Regions from separate parts of the Mus musculus genome. Here regions 1 and 2 are each linked to region 3. A link is a contact called in public HiChIP or PLAC-seq data. All regions are on one chromosome and are shown on one strand. The core of a region is the stretch at or near the end of the contact, and the rest is flanking DNA. Distances in the headings are between cores, read along the strand shown. Region 1 has its middle 27 kb from the start of Mir6900. Region 2 overlaps Hdac4 (histone deacetylase 4). Region 3 has its middle 35 kb from the start of Hdac4.

Region 1 (2,991 bases), core at 231-2,730, 220 kb before region 3:
CTCGCTTTCTCTTATCTCTGAAGAGCAAGCTGAGCATAGGGTGTGGGGTAGTACAGATGATGCTATCCAAAATGAGGGTGCCAGTCCCAGGTGAAAGAGCAGTGGCATCTTATTGTTCTCCTGCATGGGAACCTGGGGGGAGAGTCCTTAGGAGCGGGTGTCAATCTGAATTGCTGTCCTAAGCTGTGAGTTTGTACTGAGACCCCTGCTGTGGCTGCTCCAAGCACATGTAACTTGCATTTAACTTAATTAAAACTTAATGAAATTTAGCACTCAGTTCCCTGGTAGCACTGGGCTCCATTCAGGCACACACAGAACACTGTTGGAGAGCAGGTCAATATTAGGCAGTACAGAAGAGAACACTTTGATCTTCCAGAAAAGCTGGCCTTACTGCTGGGGCCACCTACCTGCCTGCGGCCCCTCCCCCTCCCCTTCTGAAATGGGCCAGCCCTGGGATTCTGTGGTTTGAGTAGCTTGTGAGCCCCCTGAGAAGGGTCAAAGAGAAAGAAAGCATCTTTATCTTGGCTCTGCGTGCTATCCCTGGCTGGGTGGCACTGCTGCCCCTGAAGGCCCACAGAACAGGCATGCAGCGTTGTGAGAAGTAGGTCCTGGGCCACAGTCCAGAGACCTCAGCCATGGTGGCTAGCACGTCAGGACAGAGTCAGGACACTCGGACCCTAAGAGTCCTTCCAAGTGCTTGTTTCTTCCCCTGATGACTCTACTCCCTGGGTGTAGTGTGACACTTGTGATTAGTGTTGCTACAGAAGTCCATCTGCCCATTTCCTGTGTTCACTCGGGCAAAAGAGGGTGAGTATTCTCCAGTCTCCAGGACTAAGCCCTGAGGACTGGTAAATACTCTGGTATGGCATTGATGCAGTCCCTCATCAGTCTCACCAGAGTCTCTACTGCCCTTTAGAGCTTGGATCAGAGCTGAAAGATAACCACACACTTTGAATAGCCCACATTGGCAGCCGCCTCTGCACTTTGAGGATCAGGAACAGGGCGCTGTTTTAACACTGGTTCTGTGTTTTCTGTTGACAGAGGAAGTCCTCATGGACTTAAGGCTCTCGTGGTTTCCTCCATCTTCAGTAGCGCTAGGCTCAGCCTGCAGCCTGGTGGCAGCTGGCATGCTCCCCAGGTATCTGACTGCTGCCAATTGCAACCCTCCACACAGCAGTGGTGCTACAGCAAATAGCCGTTCACCAGGCAAAGCAATTCAGTAAGGGCAGCATGTGACTAGGTGGCCACTTCAGGATGAAGAATACCAGAGGGTTCAAGGACCGGCAGTCAGGCTACACTTTGTAAGTGGGTGCCTGGCCAGTGCAACAGGAATGAACAATGTTCTCTTGCTTGACACGGGCCCCTCTTCTAAAGCCTGCTGGCTCCTAATTGCTTGGAAACATCCTGTGTTCTGTTTACCAAAACGGACTTCTGGATTGGCTGTGAGCAGTATGTGCTGGCGCCAAGGAGCCAGGCAGGCCTGCCCTGGGGCTGATGAGCAAGGTTAGCGCTGTAGCACCAGGCTACAAGGGCGTTGAAAGGAGACAGCTCAGAGCTGGGTGAATGGAGGAAAGAGCCTGAGGCACCCTGGCCTCTTCATCTAATATAAAGCCAGCCCTGAGGGCAGTGCTTCTGCCAGGACCTCAGCCCTCAGGTCCTTTCTTCCTGTTGGGTTTCTTTAGCGGGAAACTCATGTGAAAGGAAGCAAACCCAGGATTAGAAGATGACTGGAATTTGAGGGAAATTGCCCTTTTAAGCTGCAAGGCCCTGGACTTGTCCGGAGACCCAAGCTCTGAGTTTTGGTGTGTCCTGCTCTCTCTGGAATTCTCACCAGACACCCTAGGACCAGAGATTTGCAGTATAGGCTTACCGCAAGGGGTCTTCAAAGCAGTATAACAAAGCACCCAAAAGTGCTTGGCTTTTACTACATTTTTTAGTATCCTGACAGAATGTCAAACAAATCCTTTACACCTGCATTTTCCTAGAACGAGGTGGTGCCAGCAGCAGCAGGATCTTTTTCATGCTGTGCGGATTGAAAGCAGAGGGCCCCTGTCTTCCTGCCAAACTCAGTAGCCTCAGGGCAAAGCGAATGGACTTGCCCAGAGCCAGGGTATTCCAGGGGTGGGAGCATAGCCCAGTGGGCTGTGAATGAGGCTCAGCCAGCAGATCAATGGCAAGAAATGAAATGTGCCTCCTTGTAGCCAACCTGGGAGCCAGACTGAGACAAAGACACATACACACACACACACACACACACACACACACACTGGCTTCCTTCCTCACAGCCCCAGGGGGCACTGCCCAGCAGATGGTAAGATCCAAATGTGGGGATCCTCCATCTCAGACATCCCTAGCACTCCCTGCACCCTTCAGTCCTCTCCACAGCCTGAAGCAGGGAAGTGCAAGATCAGCTTCGAATTGAAGCTATCTGTGGGCCATGCTTTGCCTGCAGGAGGCACAGGGTGTCCACCTGGTTGGCATTCCCTGCATGCAGCCCCACAGATCTGCTTGGCTCCATCCTTCAGTCTGACCTTTAGAGGCTCTGGTTGTTCGGAGAACAACGGAGCAGTGGAGAGGTGAGGGGTGAGGCAGAGCTAGAGAAAGCCTCATGGTGGGTAAGAGCTGGCCAATGTAATAAACTGCGCTGGCTTGAAGGACCCTCTAGCCTGGAAATGGATGCAGGTGTATTTATACAGGAAATGGGTCACGGCTGGTAGGGGCCTGCAGGTATGGCCAGATGTGTGCACCTGCTCTTAATCACTTCATCCTACAAGTCCTCCATCAAAACAGTTACTTTTGACAAGGGTCATTGTGTTATCAACCTGTTAATCCACTGGCTGGTTCAGTTCCAACTTTCTCAGTGACTGGGCTGGAGAGAGTGGCTGTCCCCAGACCCTGTTACTGATGAAACCCAGGTAATGAAAGGACTCTTCCTTTGTGAGAGTGGGAGAGAAGCCTTACTGATCACCTTACGTCACAGACAACCTTCAG
Region 2 (3,160 bases), core at 601-3,100, 200 kb after region 3:
AACTGGGGACCAAGTATTCCAGTATGTGAGCCTATGCCAGCATATTCTCATTGGAGCCACCACACTGTGGTTATCTTATTCTAAACTGTCCTGTGGTGATATGGATTGCATCTGCCGAAGATCTCTTCTCGGCATTCTCCCTCTACCTTGGCAGAGTCTTGGATATGGTAGTGAGTTACTACGTGCAGATAGCTGACTTTACCCAGTGTAAAGTCAGCTCTTCCAGAAGGCTTGTTATTATGGTCTGAATTCTACACTCAGTGGTGTCTTCTCACTGGACAGTACAGGCCCAGCCCTTGTGGAACCAAGGAGGGAGATTCTTGTGACAGATACCGTGTGTGGTCAAAGAAAGGAAAGAAGCAAAGCTCCGAGTGCCTGGGTCATAAACGGTCACTGACAGTGTTCTGTGGTAATGGGCTGAGGAACACAGATCTGGTTAGTTCTTTCTGCCCTAGCAACATGACCTCAAGATGTCGTGACACACACAGGACCAGCAGCATTGTTCTGGGGTGTCTTTGGGAATCTGGCCATTATTTGCAATCTGTATCTCTTTAAATTTCAGGTTTGCATGTCTTTTTGACTATAACAGGATACTCGCTTTACTTCTAGTTACTAAGGGAAAATACAGAGAGACTCTTCATCAATGACCTACTCCATGCTCCTGAGTTGGGTGTCTCTGAGCAGAGCTAGTTGTTTAGGGCTGTTTCTTGGAATGGATGATTATAAAATGATTGCACTATTATTTTTAAAAATGTCACCATGTTTGCTTTCCAAAGGTGATTAAAGCAGGTAAAAAGTTAACCTGATGCCAGTTGCCTAGTGACCCATTGAGGGTGCATTACCTGTGGACACCACCACCATACCTTTAAGAACTCTCTGACTGACCCTACTTATTCACAGATGTTATTCTAGCAGCCCTAGAGTCCATGAATATGTGGACTATACAATGGGGCTTTCCTAGAATGGCTGGGAGTAGTCTCTTGGAATGAAGCTTAGTACAAAGTGTTATAACCTGATTTTCCCATAAAGGATAGAAAAATGTTACTGTTCTGAAGTTATTATAAGAACTGGAGCTGGGTTCAGTGGCTCAGTGCCATTGGCTGAGAGGAGCTTAGATCCTGACTTATGTTAGATTTATCTATATATTGACTGCTATCAACAAGGGTGGCCAAGTGAGGATGCAATTTTGAGACTTGGGTTTGGTCCCTTGTCCCATCCATCCAGCTAGGTTGTAACTTGCTGATAACTTCCTCTGACTTTCAGCTGTCCTCCGTGAGACACTGTCCTCTTTAGGGGATGTCTTTCAGAAACAGACTCAAGATAAAACTGTGGAAGTACACATGCCAACCTCATATCAAACTTTCAGAGTGTTTTCACACTCCTTGTCATTTCGTCTTCATTGTGGGGCAATACTGCTGCCCCGTGGAAGCATGGGGAAGGCAGCAAGCAAAGTGTGTGGTGCTTCTGTGAGGATAGACCAAGCCAGGCAGCTGGCCTGCCCATCTTCCCTTCCTGCTGTGTCACCTCATACTCTGCTGAAGCATGCTGCCAGCTCAGGGCAGAGATCCACTTTAGAGGCCATTTTAGTGGCTGTTTGAAATATAAACCAGAGAGCCAGGAGTCTCTGCTGGCCTTCTCTGACCGCCCCCTGCACCCACTGTTGCTAGACACAGTGTTAAGCTTTCTGCAAGTGGCCTTTCTGTGGGGAAGGTAGCCATTGTAGGGTCTGGGCAGGCCTGGGCAGTCTTTCAGTGTTCTCTCAGTCTCTTTCTCTAAGCTGTTATGGGGAATTCCTGTACCCTCTCCAGTTAATCTGCCATACACCCGGCTGCAAATGACCTTTGCCCCATGAATCTTCTTAGTAACTGATTTTCTCAGGAGAGCTCTGGAAAGTTTACATAAACAGGGACATAAAGTTTACATAAACAGACAGTGCCACCTGCTCAGTCTGCCCAGTAAATCTTTGTTGCACACAACCACAGTTGTGACTGGACAGCTCTGAGAAGTCTTGAGGCTCTAACCTCTTCTGGCTTACTTCTATAGCATTAGGGAAGCTAGACTAGGAAGGCTCACTCGGCAGGTTGTGGAGGTATAGCATAGGTGAGAACAGAGCTATAACCTCTGTCCTAGGGGCTGGGGCTAGGTTAGGTCAGCCCCAGGGTGTCTGTGTAGGTATGGTAGCCTGAGAATTTGCCTGGGTCTTCCAGGATAGCCCCACAGGACAGGGACCAGCACCTCTTTTATTATGCCCATGGTATGAATAAGTTGGTGGCCCTGTTTATTTTGCTCATGCTTATGTTTTATTGAAAGTAATCTGAGTGGCTCAATGCCTGGGCCACACAGGTTTGACTGTTGGGGTGGAAACAATTATACAATTGCTGTCACTTTTCCATCACATTCTTGATATGATGTGACTTGAATTTCCCATGCTGAGTAAGTGGCATATTGTGATTCTGATTGGAACAAACTCAGAGCAGTTTACAGTCCCACCCCCTCAGTCTACCCAGTGCTGTAGTTGACTGTGGAAGCTGGTGATAGACAGTCTTGGGAAGAAATCCAACCAGGGAGCTGTAAGGCCTGTGGTTAGAGGGGAGTACAAGAAGGCCTTCTGTGTGCAGCTTGGGCACTTCTAGAAGCATGAACCTTGCAATGTGTGTGTCAGGATTAGCTGTGGCTGCACTAACCTCCTGGCAGCACTATATGTAGTTCATGAAGGTTGGCTTAAGCTCCTCTTTTGAGTGCTCATCCAGCATCAGAGAGATTGGACATATCTCTGGGTACATCTATTTGTCTTCCATAAAGTCTTGCTGGAGATGACATGAGGCAGCATATGAAGTGCACACACTCCATGTGTGAAGTGGAACCATCTTCACACGTGTTTACTGAAACCACATTTGTGTACATTCATATGCGCACATGCTTGGACCTCACAGCTAGTTCATATATTCAAGCATATGCTGAAGGATTAGCTGTTTTCCCATGTGGGCATCATCGAAACTGCTTAGGAGCCAGTCCACCTAAGGTAAAAACTTTATTAGGCTGCCTCTTTGCTTTAGTTTCCTCTTTTAAACTGTTCTTTCTTAGTCAGGGATCTCTAAAGGAACAGAGCTGATATGGTGGAGATAAATATTTTACACACACACACACACACACACACACA
Region 3 (2,923 bases), core at 144-2,643:
TCTCTTTCTGCACCCTCAGTCTTGGGCCATTCATAACCCTGCGAAACTCCAGGCATTGGGTAACAGTTAAGTGTGTAGGGAAAGCCCAGCATACATGAGGCCCTACATCTAATCCGAAGCACCAGAAACTGTGCGTGGTGGTGCATGCCTGTGATCTCAGTGCTTGGGAATATAGGCAGGAAGGCCAGGAGTTCAAGATCACCCCCGGCTATGCAATGGCTTTGAGGTCAGCCTGGGTCTATGCCTCAAAACAAAAACAACAAAAACAAAGCTTCCCGGTGAACATCCTTTTTTTTTTCACAACTTTTCAGAGAGAGGAAAACAATCCTGGCGCCTGGGACAGCGATGTCACCAGCACTGGGGGAACTCCATCATCTCCCACTATCCTGTGACTTGCACCAGTCAGTCTGTGCTACAGACGTGTCCTTGTAGCTCTTGGGAGCAGATCTCCAGCTTGAAACCACACTTTCCTCTATTTAGTCTCTAATAGGGAAGTCCCACATCTCTGCACATTCTTTAAAAAAAAATGAAAAAAAGAAAAGAAAAAAAAAAGACTTCTGTTGCCAAGAAGTTTTCGAAAGTTACTATTTTTGTAGGACCTATTAAAATGCAGCGCGCTCATTCCCCTGCGCTGACTCGGCAGGAGTTAGGCGCACAGGCCCTATTTCCAGAGCCCAGTTGCCATCTGGGCCATGCGCAGATGTTTTGGCAGGACAAGACCCCTCCAACACAAGTTTTTGTTCATTGTATTAAACAAAAGCAGCCCTGTTAATTTCAGCTTCATTCAGCACCAAGTCTGAAGGGGGTGGGGGGAGGGGGAGAGAATCAATATTTGCTAAGAGGAAAAGAACAAAATCAGTCAGGGGAGAAAACAATTATTTTCTGGCTTTTCATAGAATGTTACAAATAATGATGGCTCAAACCCAAGAAAATAGTTCAAAGAATTGCCCGACATCAGCCCTTTAATCTATGGTTCCGTTTACCCTCTGGTTCATTCTCTCTGAGAGAGACTTGAATCCGTGAAAAATGTTTGTGGGAATACAAACTAATTGCTCCTCTCTGCTGCATGTTCTCAGCTGGGTGAGATCCCAAAAGCAGCCCAGCTCGCAAGGGCAGAAGATGTTTGCCACAGGACAATAGGCCAAGTGTAGGTACTTCTCTGGGAAGTGAGAGTGGTTCACAACCTGTTAGGCACCCTGGAAAATGTACAGAGCCCATACAGGTACCTACAAGGTCGGGCCATGGTAGCCCCTGGACTCTCCCTGCTCAGAGGGCTAGGAAAGTGTGTGCAGTCATGAAAGACAAAGCACTGGCTAATCAGACATGACTCCTTGTGCGCAAGGGGTCACTCAGCACAAGTTATTATTATCTCCTGGAACAAAGAGCTGGCAAGCCCAGACATGAGTCACTTTATTAACCAAGGGATTAGGACTGAATTTCACAAGGCCAGAGGCCGGCCTGTCACAAAGCACTAGTACTTTTCCGGGAAATGAGGGGTTCTCCAGAGAGGAAAACATGAGGTTCCAGGCCCAGAAATCGGGGTCCGAAGTGTGTCTCCTTGCTATTACAGCACAAGGGAGGCCGTGGCAGTGGGAGGGGTCTCAGGCTGCTTCTTACAAGAACACCATGAATTTCTCTGGCTTTTCAGGATTTCCTCTGTGTTCACAGTCAGACGCTGTCAGCCTTGACTCCTGTTGGTAGACCAGAAGGCCAAAGCGGTGCCCTCTGACCCAGCCTGAGCAGAATTGGGCAGAGGTTTCAGCCTTGCCAGAAGGCCTTGCCTTTCTCCTCATCCTTTGCATCCTGTCTACCTAGGTCACCACCTGGGGCTTGGCTCTGCTCCCTTGCTGACCAGGTGGTCCTTCCACCTAATTTGAGATGGACAGCTGCTCTCTGTGTGCTACTTTTACAACTTCCAATGTCTGAACAGAAAGCCCAGAAATGCAGTAACCAGAAGGGGACCAAGCCTTCCAGCTCTAAAGTTCAAGGGCTTGATCTTCCTCAGGACGTGTGGGTGACAGACATTAAGTAACAGTCATAAGGTCTCAGTGGAATTGACCCCAGAACCTGTACTTGGGGTCAGCTGTTTCTCCAGTGATATCCTAGAGTCACCTCGGCTCCCCAAAGCTGGACTTCATGCTCCCATTTCTTCCAGGTATCAGCTACAGTGTAAATGTTTACATCAAAGAAAGGCCAGGTTCTACACTCCAGCCATATGCTAAACATTTACCAGACCTATAAGACCCAGATCACAATTCCCGGATCCCTGGAACTTTGGAGCCTCACTTCTTCCCAGCATGCCCACTGCCTGGTGTCCTCTCCACAACATTAACCCTGAAGCCATGTTGGATCTCAGGCAGGTAGCTGGACCTGTCTCCAGCTCAACCATAGCCACCAGCCACCACAGGACTCTTAGGCAGTCCAACTGCCGGATCACCTCACCCATAGAAGGGAAGAGACATTCCTTAGGTAGCCACTGTGTGCCAGGAACTGAGGTAGGTCCTGCAGGCAACCTGGCTGTTGTGGTTTGAATAAGAGTGTTCCCCATAGGGTCATAGACTTGAATGCTTGGTCACCAGCATTCAAATGGAGTAGCATGATTTGAAAGGACTTGGAGGCGTGGCCTTGGTGCAGGAAGTGTGTCACAGGGGGTGGGGTGGGGGGCTTTAAAACCCCATTGCAAGCCCAGAATCTCTCTCTTCCTGCTGCCTATGGATCTGAATGGACAAGGATGTAGAAATCCCAGCTAATTCTCCAGAACAATGTCTGCCTGCGTGCTGCCATGCTCCCCACTATGATGACAACTGACCAAACCTCTGAAACTGGAAGCCAGCCCCAACTACATGTTTTCCATTATAAGGGTCACTGAAGTCATGCTGTCTCCCCACAGCAATAGAACGCTGAATGAGACACTGGCCTAGCT

What was found. HiChIP or PLAC-seq counts read pairs in DNA pulled down with a chosen protein or histone mark.
Region 1: an H3K27ac HiChIP or PLAC-seq map of SST interneurons shows a contact between it and region 3, with 3 times the contacts expected there. The contact joins two enhancer-like sites. A contact is called at or near these places in 2 of 484 Hi-C or Micro-C datasets (bone marrow-derived macrophages and ventricular fibroblasts) and 10 of 115 datasets of contacts at active chromatin or transcription factors (SST interneurons, astrocytes, double positive thymocytes and 5 more).
Region 2: a contact with region 3 is called in an H3K27ac HiChIP or PLAC-seq map of heart atrium, with 3 times the contacts expected there. The contact joins two enhancer-like sites. A contact is called at or near these places in 1 of 115 datasets of contacts at active chromatin or transcription factors (heart atrium) and 3 of 9 other capture datasets (adipose tissue, embryonic stem cells and liver).

What each region holds. Positions count from the first base shown.
Region 1 is chr1:92,436,295-92,439,285 of GRCm38.p6, reverse strand. No RefSeq gene overlaps it. Among named protein-coding and RNA genes, the nearest start is that of Mir6900, 27 kb to the left of the region's middle. Within about 2 kb of position 1,480, at least 105 of the 459 cell types and tissues checked have an H3K27ac peak or open chromatin away from gene starts, as enhancers often do. A contact at or near this core is called in SST interneurons, astrocytes, heart atrium and 1 more, where this site is marked.
Region 2 is chr1:92,014,796-92,017,955 of GRCm38.p6, reverse strand. The region is part of intron 4 of Hdac4 (histone deacetylase 4); the gene reads left to right. Among named protein-coding and RNA genes, the nearest start is that of Gm46242, 140 kb to the right of the region's middle. Within about 2 kb of position 1,850, at least 20 of the 459 cell types and tissues checked have an H3K27ac peak or open chromatin away from gene starts, as enhancers often do. A contact at or near this core is called in heart atrium, where this site is marked.
Region 3 is chr1:92,213,976-92,216,898 of GRCm38.p6, reverse strand. No RefSeq gene overlaps it. Among named protein-coding and RNA genes, the nearest start is that of Hdac4, 35 kb to the right of the region's middle. Within about 2 kb of position 1,393, at least 138 of the 459 cell types and tissues checked have an H3K27ac peak or open chromatin away from gene starts, as enhancers often do. A contact at or near this core is called in SST interneurons, astrocytes, heart atrium and 1 more, where this site is marked.